Regions from separate parts of the Sus scrofa genome. Here region 1 is linked to region 2. Evidence: chromatin contacts called from public Hi-C data. All regions are on one chromosome and are shown on one strand. The core of a region is the stretch at or near the end of the contact, and the rest is flanking DNA. Distances in the headings are between cores, read along the strand shown.

Region 1 (3,670 bases), core at 949-3,448, 180 kb after region 2:
GATAGAGCCGAATGCAATTGGTCCTCAGCCCCAAACTCCACAGATGGGGCAGGGGCAGGAAAGTGAGGAGGAGGAACAGGAAGCCGGTCAGGGAGGAGTTGCTGTCTGACCGGTGACCAGCAAGTGTCAGCCAGGTGAAGGAGCAAAAATGCTCCGGGTAGAAGTCATGTCATGACGTAGAAAAATCAGAGGCAAGCAGAGCAGGGCAAATTCCTAAAGCTTCTGCTCCTCTTTGGGTGGCATCAGCCCCAAAGCTAAGCATAAGTTGCTTGTATGCATTTATGAAAAATGCAGCCCGCGTGGTTGAAAAGCCCCGCTGAGGTGGAGCTTGGCTCTGTGAGAATATTTGCTCTCCTTGAGGCCGTGATCCCGGTCTGTGTTCCCATGATGCTGAGAGATGGGAAGCCCTGGGTGTGTTTATTCCTTCATCTTTGCATTACTGTTAACACAGAACAAGTACACACCACCCAAGGGTCCACGAGTAAGTGACACAATCACGGCGCAGCAGTATCTTAGCTGCCATTAGGAGGGCAGTTGTGAAGGTTAGGGGTTGCAGAGGGAGGACGTGTTCGAATATAGCAGTTCCCAGTGAGAAAGTCCCGGGACAGCCATGCAAAGGTTGGAAGTGCCTTTTAACAGAGACTGAAGGGCACGTAGGTGTGTTAGAGAGATGACGTTGACTGTAGTTGTTTGTGTGAGCAGTAGCATGTGGACGGAAACCCAAACAATAGCCAAGACGTGTGCTCTGTCCAGCCCTCACTCTGTCTCTGTCCATCTCCACCTCTCTTTCACACGCACACCGTTCCTCCGCAGGAGTCCGTTTCTGAGACTCCCCGCTTATAAACAGCTCCCCCTCTTTCTGGCCTGCTTTGTCTCCACACAGGCATCAGGAGAGGCCAGCGGGCTGCAGGAGACAGACGGAGTAGCTGAGATGGTGGAAGCCGTCACCTACACTCAAGCCCCGGTGAGCACTGGGTTCTGTGCCCTGTCGTCTTGATTGGCTTGTAGGGAGTCTGCCCAGAGCCCTGGTCTGATGTCTCCCTTCTCAGATCTCTGACTTCATTCCACAAATCACCTGGGAGGTTAGGAAAGTATGGACAAGGGGCCTTTTGCAAACTCCCCAGTGCAAGGAAACACAGTTACCTGGGTGCCACCCCGGGTGTGCTGTGGTGCTTTGACCAGGAGAGGGCTCTTCAAAGGCACTTTATCCACTCTCGCCTCTCAGCTGTGTGAGCTTAGATGACTGACTGAGCCTCTTTGAGCTTCAGCCACTCTTCCATAAAGCAATAATCAGAGTAGGGTCCTTGTGAGGTTAGACGAGGCAGTGCAGGGACAGGTCTCAGCCCAGTGCCTGGCACAAAGGAAGTGGACCCGCATGGTGGCTGTTGTCACATTTGCTTGGGGCTCTGGCTCTGAGAAGGCAGTTGGTGCCCCCAGTCCCATCAGATGAATAGTCCTCCCAGGAGCTGGCTTCTGGCCCCAAGGGAAAGGCAGCCATCGTCCCAGTGGTGTGGGCCTCCTCCCTCCTGGGAATGTGCTCTGTGGCCAAGACAAGGAAGTGGTTTTGAAAGCACTGAATCAGACCATGGAGACACCAAGGAGCCTATTTTAATGAAAGCAGCTGGCAGTGTCTGAGTCACTGAACACAGAAGCCCCAGCAGTTTCCTTGACTGGTCTAGCTCAGTCTATAAGTTCATCTCTGATAGAAGAAAGCATGGAGATGGAAATAAGGCAGTGCCTATAAATTATAGACCTCCAGCAACAGAGGTGTGGATGGGGTGGAACAGGACCAGTCTCTTAGTGTGGGAGGGACTTAAAGGTGTTCAGAGGTGTACAGAAAACTACCCTTTGTACAGATGGGCAAACTGAGGCCCAGAGAGGGCCCTAGGGTGCATGGCTGAGCTGAGGCTAGAATGCAGGTCAACTCGTGCCCCATCAATGGTTCAGGCCATGACCCTGTGCTGCGGGCCTGGGTGGTGCCACGGAGGTGCATCCCCAAGACCACAGCCAATTTGGGGGTAGCCAAGATGGAGAAAGTCAAGAGTCCAAGGAGCCTGCCTGGGTGGTGACTCAGGGGGTGGTGTTGCAACCTTATGTGCCCATCAGCCCTTGGCCACCCCATTGGCATATCCAGGGCACAGGGCAGCAGGGCCCAGAGCTGTGGTCCCTCAGGCTTTCTAGCCTGATGCTGCCCTCCAGTGCACCAGTTCACAGCCAGGAGTGAGGCTGACTCAGGCTGAGAGGCTAATACCCCAAGAAGGCCTGAGGGAAGGACAGGAAAGGGGTGGGGTTGAGCGCTTGAGATGGTCACAGAGGCGGGGCTGGTCAGGGAGGCCTGTAACCTATTTTGAGGCGATGTTTTCCATTCATTCCCCAGAGGAGGCAATGAGGTATGTGGGAGTGAAGAGCGTTGCCTGGGGCTGCCCAGCCTGGAGGTGGCAGAGCCAAGTCCCCAGCCAAGGCTCAGGCTGCTGTCAGTCATATCACCCCCTGATCTAGGGACTTCCCCCTTTCACCGTCTCCTGGAAGGGTCCCGTGGCTCCCCTCCCCGGCCACCCCCTTCCAGGGCGGGGGAATTTCCCTCTTGGGTTCAGACATTCCCCTCCCCTCTCTGTCTGGCTTCTCTCTTGGAATGAATCTCACTTCCCCTGTCCTCACTCTTTGCAACCTGCCATCCTCCAAGACACAAGCCATGACCAGCGAACTGAATCACAGACAGCTTGAGCCGTCGGAGACTTAAAAAGCCAGTCCCTCCTCGCCTCCTTCCCCATTTAGGGTAGGAGTCCCTGCTCCCCTCTTCTTCCCCCTGCTAAGTCAGTGTCTGCTGACACACCTTTCCATATCTGGAAAGTTAGAATTAACTTCGCTGAGTTCGAATTAATGGTTCTCAGCCCTGGCTGTGCATCAACGTCCTCCGTGCATGTATCCATCTCTGTGTGTACAAAGGTGTTTGTGGTGTGTGTGTGTGTGTTGAGGGGCTGAGGGACGATCTTTTTTTTTTTTTTTTTTTTTGTCTTTTGTCTTTTTGTTGTTGTTGTTGCTATTTCTTGGGCCGCTCCCGCGGCATATGGAGGTTCCCAGGCTAGGGGTTGAATCGGAGCTGTAGCCACCGGCCTACGCTAGAGCCACAGCAACGCGGGATCCGAGCCGTGTCTGCAACCTACACCACAGCTCACGGCAACGCCGGATCGTTAACCCACTGAGCAAGGGCAGGGACCGAACCCGCAACCTCATGGTTCCTAGTCGGATTCGTTAACCACTGCGCCATGACGGGAACTCCGGGACAATCTTTTAAAAAAGAAGCCTCTGGCCCGGGCTCTGTACCTGGACATTTAGATTCAATACAGAGTGAGCTCTGAAAATCTGTACTTAAACAAATCTCTGCAGGGGATTCTGATCCGCAGCCAGGTCCTCTCCCAGCCACACCATGTGCTCACGGGTTCCCCCAAACATCAAGCCCTTTCCCTCTGGTCCATGCCTGATCTGGCATTCTGTTTTCTAGGAGGGCCCTTACCCGCCCCCTCTCTGCCTGGCCAATTCCCACTCATCCTTCAGGGATCAGTCACAGCCCCTCATCAGAGGCCACTGCCAAGCTCCCCTCCTCACACTTAGCTCTCTTCTCATCTCCTCAGTCCTAAGGGTCACATTCAGTCACAATTGTGTCTGGGTC
Region 2 (3,517 bases), core at 189-2,688:
TGTTTCCACTGAGCCACAACAGGAACTCCTCTTCCAGAGATTCTTCATATCAGAGCTTCAAGTCCCGTTCATCCTACTTCCTGAGTACATCTCAAACTCATCTCTTTGCTCTCCCACTGCTGTTCTCTGCTCTGGTCCAGGCCACCACCACCTCTTTCAGGATTGTTGCAGTCCCCTCCTAACCGAGCTTTGTGACTCTAGCCCACCCCTCACACTGCAGTGAAAGTGCTATTTCCAAACATGAATCTGATTCCAATACTTATTCTGCCTAGAACCTTCCATTTCTCCCCAAAGACCTTAGGATACCTCATCTTCCTCAGCCTGCCACCAAGCATATGCCTCTTTCTCTCCAAAGAGGGCTCACCACCCACTATTTCCAACCCCTCCCAGCCATAACATCATTCTAGCAATCCTACCAATGCCTATTTCACTTTGACTTCAAACCTTTGCAGGAGCTTCCTGTCACCAAATTCCCACCTTCTACTTCTTCTATCCTGGTCAATTCTTAAGCATTCTCAGATCTCGGCTTAAATACATACATCTTCTTACGAGAAACCTTCCCCCATCTCCCGAACTTGGGTCTGCTGCTCCCAGAGTTCCCGAACTTTCCCGTCAAGCCTGTTCCTTTGCTTGGCCTGCCCAGTGACATATGAGCTGTTTGCTCCGGTGGGGACTTAACCTGGGTCCCGCCGCATCTCCAAGGCCAAGCTAGAGCGGATAGGAAACCCTCGTTGCAAAAAGGGATGAATGAACATCTCTAAGGTTCTGAGTCTCTAAGATTCTATTCACAGTCTCCAGATTCTATTTTGAAAGGCCGATGTTTCTAAGATGCTGATTATACGGTATAAAAAAGTGCGTCCTCTTCGCCTATCCCAAGCTGCTCAAAGTTTACTATTCCAACTCTCTCGAACCAGTCCTTCACTCTTCACCTTCCCGGCAGATCCCGCTGCCTGGGCCCGCTAGTGCCCCCGGGCCGCTGGACACCACCCCGGGCCCCAGGAGCCCCGGACTCCTCACCTGGCTGCCTGCATGAGCGCGCTCCAGCCGTAGTGGTTGCGGCTGTTGACCGAGGCGCCGCGACGCAGCAGGAAGCGCACCAGCTGCTCGTGGCCCCCGGCCGCTGCGAACTGCAGCGCAGTGTTGCCCGCCTCGTCCGAGCAGTCCACCGGCACTGGCGCTCCGGCCGCCGCCGCCGCCGCCGCCGCCGCCCCGGGCCCGGCCGCCTCGGCCCCCGCCGGCTCCGCGCCCGCCTCAGGCTCCGCACCGCGCTCTGCCGGTTCCGCCGCTCCCGGCTCCAGCAGTCGCCGCGCCGTCTCGGTGTCGCCCTGATCGCAGGCGCGCAGCAGCAGTTGGAAGGCCGGGGGCAGACCGCCCTCGCCCATCGCGGCCCGCGGCCCGCGCCCGACTGCCCGGCCGGCCGCGCCGGCTCCGCCCCCGGATACCGCGAGCCGGCGCCCCCTTCCGCCAGCCCGCCCGCCTGCCTACTGTGTGCCAACAGCGCGCCGGAGGCCGGGCCGCGCGCCTACTGTGTGCCGGGCGCGTGCCCGGGACGAGGGCGCGCCTTCACCGTCCAAGTCGGGGGAGGTGGGGGGTGGGGAGAGCGGGTTCCGGGAAGTTCAGAGCAGCGTCCGCCACCGAGCTCGCGAGTTCGCCTTTGCCTTTTCGTCGCCCGCTTGCAGCCCTCCCCTCGGCTCCCGAGACTTCCTGCCCAATGCGAGGTTGGAGCGGCAGCCCAGTCTCTTCTCATACTGCGAGCTCCCAACCCTGGGCCAGGGTCTGAGTCCACCACCGCACCAGCCTGGCCCGTGGTGTGCGCTGCTGAACCTCCAGCGCCCAGCACTCTTGCTGCGCTTCCTAAATAGTCCTTGACTGAATGAAGGAACAGATGGGTACACTCTGTCCTCCCAGAATAGCCTTCGTGATCATCAGTGCCGTCCTTACCTGGGACGGGCGTTAGGACTCTAAGCACCTCCTGTATCTTCATCTCTCTTCCTCAGTGGTTCTTGAAGCAGCACCATCTGGAATATTTTACAAATGCGAATTTTCTCACCCTACCCCAGATCTACGGAAACAGAGTATAGAGCCCAGCCAATTGTTTGTGAACAAGCCCTCCAGGTGATTCTGCGGTAGCTACACAAACAGTTAAGTAACTCGCACGTCAGATGGTGATGAGTGTTATTAAAACAAAAAGTAGAACTTTACAGAATCCAAGTAAAATGAATAGAAAATGGGATGTTATTTTATTATAGGTTGAGTAGAGACGATACCACTGTCATACTGCCCCAGAAGGTAGGAGACTCTCCAGGATAGGAAGGGGGTTCCAATACTGGGCAACCAAAAAGGCTAACAAATGTCTACTGCAGATATTCCCTCTAGAGTGGATCTCTGGTGCTTACACCTGCCCTGACTCTCCTACTGGGAGAAGAGACACCCTCTTTCTTTTAGGGAGTTCCCCTCCCCCACACTCAGTCCATGTGGCTCAGTGACTAGCTTACGTCCAAGCCCATTCCAATTGCCTCAGCCCACGATTTTTTTTTTTTTTTTTTTTTTCTAAAGCAAATGGGAAGGCATCCCTGTCTGCTGAGGTTGTCAGCGGTCAGGATGTCATAAACCAGGCTGGGGCCCGCTCTGACCTCACTTGAAGACAGCCTGCCTGAAAGTGAAGCCACTACACAGAAAAACAGAGACAAGATGGTAGAAAAAGATGAATCAGACTCCCCCCCTCGCCATTCTTTTTGGTGAGGTTTGTTTTCAGCAGGGTTGTTGTCACTTGCCATCCAAGCCTTAACAAAAGCATATTTTACTTTTTAAATGAAGAGGTTCCTGCTATGCCTGCTAGTCTGGATATCACCCCCACACACACCTTTTTTTTTTCAGTTAACAAATGGCTTGGGCATCTTTCCATGTAGATGAACGTAGATCTACTACATCCTTTTTAATGGTTGCATGTAACACTATTAAGCAGATGTACCATAATTTATTTAATCATTTTTTAATGATGCACAATTAGCTTATTTCCAATTTTCTGCAATTATTTAAAAAAAAAAAAGATCCTGCATTGAACTTCACTTGTAGCAGTCAAGGTCCCAGCAGGAGACAGATGGCACATTTGGCTGAAGAAATGAGGGATATTTACCAAGGGACTAATTGCAGACATGTGGGCAGAGTTTACTAAGAGCCACATGGGATGATGCAGTACTCAGAGCTTGGTAACAGGAGGGAGCTGTTATCACCCCAGGCCTGAAGGGGGAAAGGAAGGATTATGTCACTAGAATTAGTAGAATTCTGCAAGAGAGAAAAGTGGCGAATCTACCTGATAGGAGTTATGGCTTTTGGTAGAGGGACAAAGCCAACCCACAGCAACCCAGTAGGGAACAATCCCCAGGGGAATCAAAACCTCTGACCTCATCCTCCTCCTGCCCTCTGATCTCCTGCCAGAGCTGCTCATTGGCCAAACCTAACTGTCAGCCAGAGGTTCCGAGCCTTCTGATGTGGTCTTCACAGTCGGCCTCCCAGG

The links. A called contact is a pair of places that touch in the nucleus more often than the background predicts.
Region 1: a contact with region 2 is called in a Hi-C map of subcutaneous adipose tissue, with 1.9 times the contacts expected there. The contact joins the enhancer-like site here to the promoter of ANKS6 in region 2. A contact is called at or near these places in 4 of 47 Hi-C or Micro-C datasets (embryonic fibroblasts, mesenchymal stem cells, omental adipose tissue and 1 more) and 1 of 2 datasets of contacts at active chromatin or transcription factors (alveolar macrophages).

Annotation. Positions count from the first base shown.
Region 1 is chr1:240,757,258-240,760,927 of Sscrofa11.1, forward strand. COL15A1 (collagen alpha-1(XV) chain) reads left to right here. Exons shown (of 42, transcript XM_021066594.1): 5 at 884-964. Among named protein-coding and RNA genes, the nearest start is that of COL15A1, 41 kb to the left of the region's middle. Within about 2 kb of position 2,199, at least 37 of the 83 cell types and tissues checked have an H3K27ac peak or open chromatin away from gene starts, as enhancers often do. A contact at or near this core is called in alveolar macrophages, embryonic fibroblasts, omental adipose tissue and 1 more, where this site is marked.
Region 2 is chr1:240,582,916-240,586,432 of Sscrofa11.1, forward strand. ANKS6 (ankyrin repeat and SAM domain-containing protein 6) reads right to left here and starts at 1,439. Exons shown (of 13, transcript XM_013993702.2): 1 at 1,018-1,439. The coding sequence starts at 1,382.